2 separate regions of the Danio rerio genome follow, and region 1 is linked to region 2. Evidence: chromatin contacts called from public Hi-C data. All regions are on one chromosome and are shown on one strand. The core of a region is the stretch at or near the end of the contact, and the rest is flanking DNA. Distances in the headings are between cores, read along the strand shown.

Region 1 (3,020 bases), core at 190-2,689, 200 kb after region 2:
GGTGGAAATATGAGCGCAAACTGCCCGACAGTTTCCAGCAAAGTTTGTTGCTGTGACGACCAAAGTACAAGAGCAGCACAACGCACCTGCAACCAGTTTGTGCTTACCGCAGTCTACATTCACAATAGCTTGATATTCTTCTCATGTACCTGCACATATATCTATGCATTTCCTCCAAGTCATCTTAAATAATGCACCAGCAGGATATTTCTATGTAGTGTAATTGATCTTGCTGTTTGCAAAGGTGCTATTATGCTGTTATAGCAATGCTGATAAAACAACAGAACTGTAATATTAGGTATGTTTACCTTTTGCAGCAATTACAGCAGCACATCTACTGGCATAGTATCAATATGTTTCCTGAAAACTAACAGTAATGTTATCCCATACTTAAAATTACACGTGTTACTGTCAATAAAACAAGGTTAATTTATTGGCTTGTATTTTTTAAAATGTTAGTATAATTTAAGTTAAATTTTAATTTAAAAGTCTAAATTTAAAAAGTTAAATTTAAAAATTCTAACAAAACACTTTGTAATAATTATTATTTAATATTTTCTTAAATAATATAAAGCATTTTTAATTTTTTTTTTGTCAAGAGCATCCAGCATTTTTGGCTTCATACCAGATTTTTTATTACAGTGCATATCTAGTAATTACGATATTGTAAATATGTTTGACTTACAAAATAACTCCTTTTTTACAATTACAACACTTACCTTCACTGAAAGGAATACATAAATGATGACTTTTTAAAAACAGTCTTTTACAGCTTCATAAAACTCTAAGACTTCATAAGCATTTGATAGTATTTTAGACCTTCTGCGCATCAAAAAAAAAAAATCTTAGAAAAATATACAATGAATTTGTGTGTTTTACAGAAAAATATTAGCATGTGTTTTTTTTAAAACATAAGCCTGAGTAAAGAGTAAAACGTCAACTCCTGGGTGTGTTAATCCTTTAAAAGTCAAACGATGGAAAAATAAGAGCATAAGCAAACAGCACATCACTTAATATCTGCAAGCCCCAGCACACTGCAAAGGGCAAGTGATGGAAAAACTGCAGAAATGCTAGACGGAAAGGGAGTGAAAAGTGCAGGTGTGCGTACCGGGGATGAGCGCGGTAGTGATAATGATGTCAACATCCAAACACTGCTTGGCAAACAGCTTCATCTCTGCCTCGATGAACTCCTTGGACATCTCCTTAGCGTAACCACCCTGACCTTCTCCTGACTCCTTAATATCCACCTCAAGAGGTTCAGCGCCCAGGGACTTAAACTGCTCCAGTGCAGCCGCTCTGAAATAAGAAGATAGACTCTGTGACCAACACAACACTGCCATCAAGAGGACATTTGCTAAAACTCAGGCTCATGTGGCTTTCAGGAATCGGTGAATCATGGTTAAAAAAAAGTGAAAATATGTATAAACACTCTATAAACATTCTGAATAAACACTGTAAACTCGACTTTTACTATTTTAGTAAAATACAGCTTTTTAAACTACATATTTTATACAATTTGGCAAGATTAGCAGTTTTTTTTCTTGCGCAAGATCTTTTTATGGTTTTGTTTTTGGGAAATCATTGAAAAAAACTTGCAGATTAAACAAACATTGTGAATCCAAAGTTAAGCAGAACAATGACTCAATACTCATTTATAAATACTGACAAAAAAGGGAAATAACAGATGTGCTGGTAGGTTAAAAGCGGAGAGGAAAAAACAAAACACCCTGAAAGTTTTGATGCAAGCAGAAATCATCCGGGTCAAAAAAGTAGCACACTGGAAGGAAAAAAATAGCATTAAAAGTTGGCAGATGAAGAAGCAACATGGATCTGTGGATAAAGCACCCCCTACCACCAGAAACTGATGAAATTGATACACCTCATGCCATATTCAATGCATTTTGAACAAAATACCTGTACTGCGTTACAATCACAAAAGGCAGGGCTATAGGCTAACTTTTTGCACTGGTTGCCTGACTTTCTTCGGTGCACCAGGACAAAGGTTAGGTGGACAAAAATTTGACCGCATCACACATAACACTTTATCCCCCGTAAATCAACATATATACAGGCAATATTGACTTGTAAATGATGTAAAGTTAACTTACTGCCGCACTTTACTTTCTCTGATCGGCTTAAACCTTGACATGAATCTAACAAATGTCTGTTGAACCACAGTCACAGAGACATTTTTGATTTATTAATTTTTTGCCCTCAGATGGCTGGTCGCACTGGTGTGATCTCAGATTTTCTTTGGTTACACCATTGAGAAATTTGGTTGTACTCTAGAGCCCTGAAAGGAACGTTTCTGAAACATCTAAATATGACAAAAGGTATACGATTTAAATAAACCCAGCGTTTCTATATCTGAAGTAAGAAATAAATTGAAAGTCTTTTATGCTTTCCAATACTGAACTTGCATTTTTTAAATTCAACTTAACTTAAAATAAATGTCTAGTTTAATGCATTTTACAAATTATTTAATTACTATAAAGCTGAATTTTTTAATCATCCATTATTATTATTATTATTATTATTATTATTATTATTACTCTGTTGATTTTGCCACACAAGAAACACATTCTAGAGAGGTTAACACATTCATAAGTTATTTGTGAAAAAGTGTCACACACTCATTTAAAACACCCATTGACTGAAGACAAACAGTACAAAATGCTAATTTAGGCCACTAAAATTGTAAGATATTTATTGTAAGACTGACACTTATTGGCAGTTTTAGTTTCATAAATAGAGTAATATTAATAAAATAAAAAAGTAATAGTTCACTCAAGTTTCACAAAACAAAGAACTCGGTTACATTTGACCATAACTGAATAAAAAATAAATATAAAAATGTAATCATGTGTAATAAATGTTATGTTGAAAAAAGAACATGTGATGTTTTTGATGCTCATCTCATTGTAATTTTCTCAATAATGGATTTAAATATTGAGGGTACTGTGTACTGTGAATGAAATTAATTTTTTCATTTTTTATTTAACGTACCATTCATTTGAATT
Region 2 (2,972 bases), core at 201-2,700:
TATACATTTAGCATTAATGTATTGTTATCCTTTCAAATTTTGAAAAGATCTTAAAATTGACTGATGACCTGCTGAAACCCTTATCATACTGGCATTAGATGTGATGAAAGAGAAGTTATGTCACTGCAGTGTGGTTTACGGAAGAAAACATTACATTTTTTTCAAGCTTTTCTAAGAACTTCTGTGCACCAAAATGCTTTCTGGGTATTGATTCTTAATTTGTATTCTACAAATGTGAATCCAGCTCAGCGAGGGCAGGAAGAGCTCAGCCCTGTGGCTTCAATTTCATGGCAAATACCGATTTTTGCTTTTGATTTCGTTGTTATTGTTATTGTTTTCTTTTGTTATAATCAGCAGGAGCACCGAGCATTGACGCTCATGCACTTTTTGTCCGTCATCCACCAACTCGCTGTGAATTCTAACAAGTCCTGCGACTTTTAGAATAACAATTCAGTGGTAATACATAAAATAATTCTTACTAAACCATACTGTATAGACATGAACTTTAAGCAAACAAGTAGTGCTTCTACAGTAAACAGTGACTGGTTATATTTGTATTAACAAACACATCAATTAAAGGGACAGTTCACACAAAAATCAAAATCAAAATGCTCACTTGTTGAACTTAATGGAAGGTATACTAAGGAATGCTGTTGGAAATAAGCAAGCACTGACCCCACAGCATTTTTGGTTTCTACTGTGGATGTCATACTTCAGAATATGTTCTTTAGTGTTCAACAGAAGCGAGAAGTTCATAAAAGTTTATAACCACTTGAGAGTAAATGGTGAGGAAACTTTTAGGTGAACTACAGTAAACCTTTAATTCTTGCTACTAGCTAATGCATGCACTACCAAAACGGCATTATTGTGATGCATCATCAGAACGCTGAAGGTCTATTGTTTTAAAAGACTGTTGACAGGCTCACATGTGACTTCCATTTGCTGTTGGTCATTTCTTTAAATTACTGCTTTGGTAAAGAAGGCTGCTTTCAAAGTTTTTTAGATGCCATTTTGGCAAATTGCTCAACTTTCAGCGCCTGAAGGCCGATGCAGCGACAATTTTCCAGCTCATTCCAAGTACACAGTGTTCTTAGATGGCATGCCAATTGAAGTCTGGGTAATGCCACCACTGTACTCAATTCCACAACCTCTTTAAAATGTCTTTTTGCAGCTTTGTCAATAAAGAGTAGAGATGAGTTCAACCAAACAGACGCCAGATTTCAACACTATGGTGTGCCATGCAGAAATACTGTTTTATGTTTTGTACTATTAAAAGGTGGAAAAAATAATTAAGTTGACAGATTATTTTTAATACTCAGTTATGTTATTCGTTTCCTGTCTCAAGAAATTGATTTAAGAAAAATCCTCCTATGTGCTACAGGCCTTAAGCGTGTTACACCTAATGACTGGTTACACCAGACTCAGTGTTGAGAACAGTGTTGTAAAGGCTTTTCTCAGCTAGATGGTGCTGTTGATCAATATTACTCTGAAAAGGCTGAGAGCGTCAAGCATACTGTATATTTTTGGTTGAATACACGAGTTCAAATCATATTTAGCAAATAAAATAGAACAAAAAATATACATAATGTGATTTCGCTGTGCATTATTTTATTATTATTATTATTATGCTTTATTTAAAATGCCTTCAAAACAAAAAGTCCCAATTTGATTTTATACGCAAAGTAAGCATAAAAGCAAAACAAAAATTCTAAAAATAAGTAAAATAAAGTTTCTGTTTTAATCACCAAAATGTCCACAGTATCAATATAAATCTGAAACAACACACCCATATTATATATATATATATATATACACTCATCGGCCACTTTATTAGGTACACCTTTCTAGTACCAGGCCGGACCCCCTATTGCCTTCAAAACTGCCTTAATCCTTCATGGCAGAGATTCAACGAGGTACTGGAAAAATTCCTCCGAGATTTTGGTCCATATTGACATGATAGCATCATACGGTTGCTGCAGATTTGTCGGCTGCACATCCATGATGAGAATCTCCCATTCCACCACATCCCAAAGGTGCTTGATTGGATTGAGATCTGGTGACTGGAGGCCGTATGAGTGCAGTGAATTCATTGCCATGGTCAAGAAACCAGTCTGAGATGATTTGCGCTTTGACATGTTGCATTATCCTGCTGGAAGTAGCCATCAGAAGATAGGTACACTGTGGTCATAGAGGGATAAGCATGGTCAGCAACAATAGTTGCTTAGGCTGTGATGTTGACATGATGCTCAGTTAATACTAATGGACCCTAAATGTGCCAAGAAAATACCCCCTAAACTATTACCACCAGCCTTAACAGTTTATGCAAGGCAGAATGGATCCATGCTTTCATGTTGTTGACATCAAATTCTGACCATATCATCCCAATGTCACAGCAGAAATCAACACACCAGATAAGACAATGTTTTTCCAATCTTCTATTGTCCAATTTTGGTGAGCATGTTTAAAATGTAGCCTCACTTTATTGTTATTAGCAGACAGGAGTGGCACCCGTTGTGGTCTTCTGATGCTGTAGCCCATCTGCTTCAAAGTTGGACAATAAAGTGGTCCGTCAGTGTATTTGTACATACACAGCTTACACCCCATTTTGAAAATGAATATATTTATTAATTCATATATTTTAGTGCATTTGAACAAAACAGATTTATTAAAATAATATTTTGGTCACCAAACATCAACCAAAGGTGTGTGTGGGAAAAAAGAGACCACTTTAAATTAGACTAAAGATTTATGCTCATGAATTTTAGGTAAACAAAACATGTTTAATTCAATAACTAATTCTGTGGAATTATTATTTTTTATTAATTAATTAATTTTTTTGTCTGTGCATCTTTTTCGGGTGTTTTAGAGAGCATGATACCAATGTTTTAACTTTAAAAAGCTTTGAAGAAATGTTGTCAGACCTTTATCAAATAAAACAATTAACAAAAAGTATTAAATTGAGGGAATTGACA

Evidence for each region. A called contact is a pair of places that touch in the nucleus more often than the background predicts.
Region 1: a Hi-C map of embryo shows a contact between it and region 2, with 2.9 times the contacts expected there. The contact joins two enhancer-like sites. A contact is called at or near these places in 5 of 18 Hi-C or Micro-C datasets (caudal fin, embryo, fibroblasts and 2 more) and 1 of 4 datasets of contacts at active chromatin or transcription factors (caudal fin).

What each region holds. Positions count from the first base shown.
Region 1 is chr21:21,155,597-21,158,616 of GRCz12tu, forward strand. It overlaps nnt (nicotinamide nucleotide transhydrogenase), which reads right to left. Exons shown (of 22, transcript NM_214756.1): 7 at 1,109-1,296. Among named protein-coding and RNA genes, the nearest start is that of nnt, 16 kb to the right of the region's middle. Within about 2 kb of position 1,440, at least 5 of the 62 cell types and tissues checked have an H3K27ac peak or open chromatin away from gene starts, as enhancers often do.
Region 2 is chr21:20,953,906-20,956,877 of GRCz12tu, forward strand. No RefSeq gene overlaps it. Among named protein-coding and RNA genes, the nearest start is that of fgf10a, 38 kb to the right of the region's middle. Within about 2 kb of position 1,451, at least 5 of the 62 cell types and tissues checked have an H3K27ac peak or open chromatin away from gene starts, as enhancers often do.